Regions from separate parts of the Mus musculus genome. Here region 1 is linked to region 2. A link is a contact called in public HiChIP or PLAC-seq data. All regions are on one chromosome and are shown on one strand. Each heading gives the region's core, a stretch centred on a gene start, on an enhancer-like site or on the middle of the called end of the contact. The rest is flanking DNA. Distances are from core to core; before and after follow the strand shown.

Region 1 (2,767 bases), core at 211-2,710, 120 kb before region 2:
GTTTCCATTCTTCCTTCTTAGTGCCAAAGGAAGCTACTAAGCCCTACACAACCCAGGCATATCTGCAACCCAAGAGTAAGATCCTAAGCCACTAGCACAGAGAGAGCATGCTCAGCAAGCTAACTCAGTCACAGCATCTGCCATGTGCCCACACTCCAGCAAGGCAAAGCAATGCTTCCCGAGGCCATCCACAGGGGCTGAGCTGGGTCAGTCACTCCTGCTTTCATGATATCCTAGCCCACTATTTAGGGGATGGAGGACAAAGAGGACTTTGGAGACTGGAACTCAGGCTTCTTTGGTGATGTTGGCGGATTCCTCTAAGACTGGGTTGGGTCTGGCAGTGGTGGCGCACGCCTTTAATTCCAGCGCTCTGGAGACAGAGGAAGGTGGATCTGAGTTTGAGGCCAGCCTGGGCTACAGAGTGAGTTCCAGGACAGCCAAGGCTACACAGAGAAACCCTGTCTTGAAAAACAAACAAACAGAATAGTCTGAGTCTCCATAGCGGTTGCAGCAGTGTATGGCCAAGAATCAGTTCAAGGCCCTCCTGGTGTATACAGCAAGTTGACCAAGGTTCTGTCCCCAGCAACTACATGGAAAATCACAACTTTCTGTAACTCCAGTTCCAGGGGATCCAGTGTCCTCTTCTGGCCTCCAAGGGTTCCAGGCATGTACACGGTGCACAGACTTACATTCAGGCAAAACATTCATATGCATAAACAAATCAAAAACCAAAAAACCAAAACCCACCACAACCCCAAGTTTTCAGTTTGGGTTCAACCGCACCACATGTTAAGCCTCGAGCTAGCCAACACTGTCTCAGAGAAGGGAGTGAGAACGGGCCTTACTGAGTGCCTCTTGAATGTCAGCCACCGCACCAGACCCATTCCCAGGGACCCTCATGATGTTACGGTGAGGTGAGAAGTACTAAGCAACTGCAGGGCTGAAGCCACCCTTGGACTCCTCTGTGAATCAACGGGACAATTGTAGAATACAAACAAGGTACCTGCATGGTCAGTGAGATTGTTCTTCTCACAGCAGGGAAGGGAGGCCCTGAGTGGGGGAATGGAAGAGAGGGAGAAGAGACTCACAGGTATGCCTCTGGCTTTTCAGGAACCTAGGATTAACTCTCATTTGGAGCTGAGGCTCTTAGAGAGCTGGCTGGGGGAAGCAGGGGCTGGAGTGAGCCCACGGTGCTGTGGGTGTCGGCCTGAAATGAGTAGTTTCTGCTCCCTTGTACCCTCTGATAGAGCATCTCTGCTTTAACAGAGGTACAACCCACCAGCAGAGCCCCCAAACTCCCCCACCTGGCCAGCATCTTTACACCAGGGAACTCCGGGTCTCATTACACTGCCTTGTCTCTAAGTTGGGTGTGGCCACTAACTGGGGTTGGTGGTGAAGGGAGAGACTGCTTTGTCTGCAGGAGCCGTCTTTAATTTTTTTTCCCTATGACTCAGCATGGGTTGGATGCTGAGTCATACCTGGCAGGAGCCCCAGGATCCCAGGGACCATGTGAGGTCACCTCAGGCATCACCCTAAGGCTCAGAAAACATGCCTCAGCTTTAAAAATGCATGAGATAGGGGTACTGGCTGATCTTGCAAAGGATATGGGTTCAATTCCCAGTACCCACATGGTAGCTCACAACCACCTGTCACTCTAGTTACAAGTGATCCAACGACATCCCCTGGCTTCCTTAGGCACTGCATGAAAGTACACATAAACTCTACATATAAAATATAAATAAACCTTTTTTAAAAAAAAATGGGGCTGGAGAGATGGCTCAGTGGTTAAGAGCACTGACTGCTCTTCTAGAGGTCCTGAGTTCAATTCCCAGTTGTGACTTGGTGGCTCACAACCATATGTAATGGGGTCCGATGCCTTTTTTTCTGATGTGTCTGAAGACAGCAACAGTGTACTCATATACATAAAATAAATAAAATCTTAAAAAGGAAGAAATAGAGAGAAAGAGAAAGTAAAGAAAGGAAGGAAAGAGGGAAGGAAGAAAATGTATGAGATGAAGAAAGAAAGAAAAATGTATGAGATGAAGCACTCCAAAATGATGCTTTTGGGATCTTTGTCTCTCAGGATCACATTTTGTTGTCTGCTGGTCTCAGAGTCACTACACAACTAAAGATGACCTTCCTCTCAAGTGCTGGAATTATAGGCATGTGCCACTAAGACCAGATGTTTTTTTGTTTTGTTTTGTTTTGTTTTTTAAGATTTATCTTAAAAAAAATTTTTTTTAACATATCTGGGTGTTTTGCCTGCATGTATTATCTGTGTACCATGAGCATGCAGTGCCTGCAGAGGTCAGAAGAGGGCGATAGATCCTTGGAGCTGGAATTGCAGCTGGTTAGCTACTATGAGGGCTGAGATTTGAACAGTGTCCCTCTGAAAGAGCAGCCAGTGTTAGTAACAGCTGACTCACCTCTCCAGCCCTGACCTGGCTTGCTTTGTTTTGTTTCTTTGAGACAGGGTCTCACTACGAAGCCTTGGCTGTCCCGGAACTCACAATGTAAATCAGGATGACTTTAAATATCATAGCTATCGGCCTACCTCTGTCTCCTACATGCTAGGATTAAAAGCCTACACCACCACACCCAGCCCAGCTGGCCTTTTTACCAAGCCTTGCAGGTGGTTCTCACACTCTACAGGCAGTAACTGGAAGACAGCTAAGGGGCTAGGCCAGCTACTTCTTCTGGGGCTCTGTGCCTTTCCTCTTAGGGGCCCTGGTTGTGTTTGGTAAAATGCTACCTGGCACTGCAGAAG
Region 2 (2,700 bases), core at 184-2,683:
TTCAGTGCCCGCAGTCTGGGCTCCGCCTGCCTTCATAGGAGAATAATTTATTCATTGTGACTCCCGCAAGAGTAACAATCATAGATAATTAGGGTTAATTATGACATTCATTAATTACGATGACTTCTTCTTTTGATTCTGCCCTCTCTCCTCCCCTCTCCTGGTTCTCCAAGCGGGGGGTGGGGCTGCCTCTGGCTCTGGAACCGCAACACTCCGGGTCCCCGCCCGCCACCGACGGCCCGCGCTGCCGCAGCCCCCAGCGCCGGCTTGAAAGCTGCGCACCCGGGGCCGCAGCCTTTCGGGCCCCCAGCCTAACCGGTCCGCGAGGTGCGTGCCAGGCTGCTGTGGGTCAGAGAGGGACGCCGGAGACACACAGAGGAGCACGTAGGGAAGCAAAGAGAAGCGGAGAGTCTGCACGCTCCGAGGAGACGGTTGTGGCTAGGAATTCAGAGGCAGGAGAGAGGGGGCCCCGGGGAGCCGCAGACAGCGATGTGGCGGCCCCGGGAGGGTGCGCCCCGCACGCACACACGCGCGCGTACACCGGCCCACACCCGCTACACACGGCCACACACGCCCTGCGCCTCCGCTGCGCCGATTCCCTCCAACAAAGCCGAGTTACAACCGCCCAGGAGGGAGCCGGAGCGCGTCGGCGCCTCGCGCGTTCTGGCGGGTCGTGCTCGTGTGATCTGCTCCTTGGGTCCCCTCGTCGCGAACCCTCTCCTCCTTCCCCGGCACGGCGCGCAGCCTTAGGAATCACGCGGGCCCGGTTTAGCTTCCGTAACCCCAAAGGGACCCAGCCACTGTGATCAGCGCTCCAAGTCAGAGATGCCCGGGCGGGGCCAGGCCTCGCACCCCACGACTTACCTTGGTTTCTTGGAGGGTGGAGACGGTCCCTGGGGGGGTATGGGTGGCCGCGTCATCCGGTTCATTCTCCTTCTCGCTCATTTCGGTCATGGTTGGGGTATAAAGGAAGAGAGGGTGCGGAGACCCGACGGCAGGCCCGCTGGGGTCAGGCTGTGAGTGGCGGGCGTCTCTTTGGGACTCTCAAGCCTTTCTCCAGGGGCAGCTCTTCAGTGACCCCAGGAGAAACCCTCCCAGGCAAAGCAGCCCCCTAACCCCAGGCACCAGGGGAGAAAGTTGTCGGTGTGGCAGGGGAGAGGGAGGCAATTACCCCGAGCCGCGGAAGCTGGACGACCCGGGGTGTGAGGACCAAGGGTCTGCAGAGGATGCTGCGCTCCGCGGGAGGAGGAGGGAAGTAGGGATGCGCGGATGTGCAAAGCCAGGGAACGACCGAGCTGTCCGAGTCCGGCCGGCTCCGCCGTCCTCTGCGCCCGCCCCCCATCTCCCTCCCCCTCCCCGCGCCGGCCCCAGCCTTGCACCCGGCGGCCCCTCCGCCCAGTCCTAGCCTCCCAACTTTGATTTAGGAGGTCGCCTGGTCCCTCCCCCTTCCCTCCGCCACTCCCCCGCGCAGCTATGCAAATGAAGGTTCTCAGCTATTGGCTGCGGTGGTGGCTAGGAGGGCCAGCTGGGTGGAGTCTTGGGGGGCTCGACAAGATGGGGAGGGGTTTGGAGGGTAAAGAAGCGGAGGGGTAGTTTTACAATGGAAAGCCCGAAATGGGGGCCGATAGGTGGGGAGACAAAATTGAAGGAGGGCTGGGACAATGATACTAGAGTCTGGAAATGCAAATAATTCGAGGATGCCGCAGAATAGCCGAGAGGAAAATCAAAGTTACAGCGTTCTGATAGTGCACATTGGAAGATGCCGCACCTTGACAGAGAAAAAGACCCGCTCGCCCCATTAACTTGATGCCTTTCTAGAATCTCATCAAATTATACATACCACTACTAGACTTATAGACGCTCCCTGAAGCAGAGAACAGGCTGTTTTGTGTGTGTTTATGATCCGCGTGCTCTTATGTCTGACTGTATGAGAAGCGCACGTGTGAGTTTGGTTGGCAGAGGTTAGCTTCCAGTTCCATTCCTCAGGAGCCATCTACCAAGAAATTTGAGTCTGAGTCTCTCATTGTAAGCCAATTTGGCTAGAGTGGCTGGCCGTGGAGCCCCAGAAATCCTGTCTACTTTCCCAGTGCTGTGGATTTGGCCCTTTTAAATAGAGGCTGGAGATTAAAGTCAGGCCCTTATACTTGAATGATTTTAAACTATCCTAGCGTGCCGGGGCGTGGTGGCACACACCTTTAATCCCAGCACTTGGGAGGCAGAGGCAGGAGGATTTCTGAGTTCAAGGCCAGCCTGGTCTACAGAGTGAGTTCCAGGACAACCAGGGCTACACAGAGAAATCCTGTCTCAAAAAACCAAACCAAACAAAACAACAACAACAACAAAAAACTATCCTAGCAGTCTACATTTTTTATTTTTGAGACAGGGTCTGTCTATGTCTCCCAGGTTGGCCTGGAATGCACTATGTAGCCCAGGCTGGCTTCAAACGCATCATCTTCCTGCTGCAGTCTCCCTAATGTTAAGGTTACAGACTGAAGACACCTTAATGAGTCAAAAGTGAAGCCAAACCAGGCATGGTGGTGCATGCCTATAATACCAGCAACCGAGAGCCAGAGGAAGCCATATCTCTCTGTGAATTTCAGGCCAGTCTCATCTACAAAGTAAGTTCAGACCAGTTAAGATTATAGTGAGATCCTATCTCAAAAGAAAAAATAGCCGGGCGGTGGTGGTGCACGCCTTTAA

Evidence for each region. HiChIP or PLAC-seq counts read pairs in DNA pulled down with a chosen protein or histone mark.
Region 1: an HNF4G HiChIP or PLAC-seq map of pancreatic cancer cells shows a contact between it and region 2. The contact joins the enhancer-like site here to the promoter of Stac2 in region 2. A contact is called at or near these places in 3 of 39 promoter capture datasets (the C10 cell line, neutrophils and pre-B cells), 1 of 484 Hi-C or Micro-C datasets (nephron progenitors), 3 of 115 datasets of contacts at active chromatin or transcription factors (embryonic stem cells and pancreatic cancer cells) and 2 of 9 other capture datasets (adipose tissue and liver).

What each region holds. Positions count from the first base shown.
Region 1 is chr11:97,934,636-97,937,402 of GRCm38.p6, forward strand. The region is part of intron 9 of Plxdc1 (plexin domain containing 1); the gene reads right to left. Among named protein-coding and RNA genes, the nearest start is that of Plxdc1, 50 kb to the right of the region's middle. Within about 2 kb of position 1,461, at least 43 of the 459 cell types and tissues checked have an H3K27ac peak or open chromatin away from gene starts, as enhancers often do. A contact at or near this core is called in pancreatic cancer cells, where this site is marked.
Region 2 is chr11:98,052,029-98,054,728 of GRCm38.p6, forward strand. It overlaps Stac2 (SH3 and cysteine rich domain 2), which reads right to left and starts at 1,434. Exons shown (of 11, transcript NM_146028.4): 1 at 865-1,434. The coding sequence starts at 954.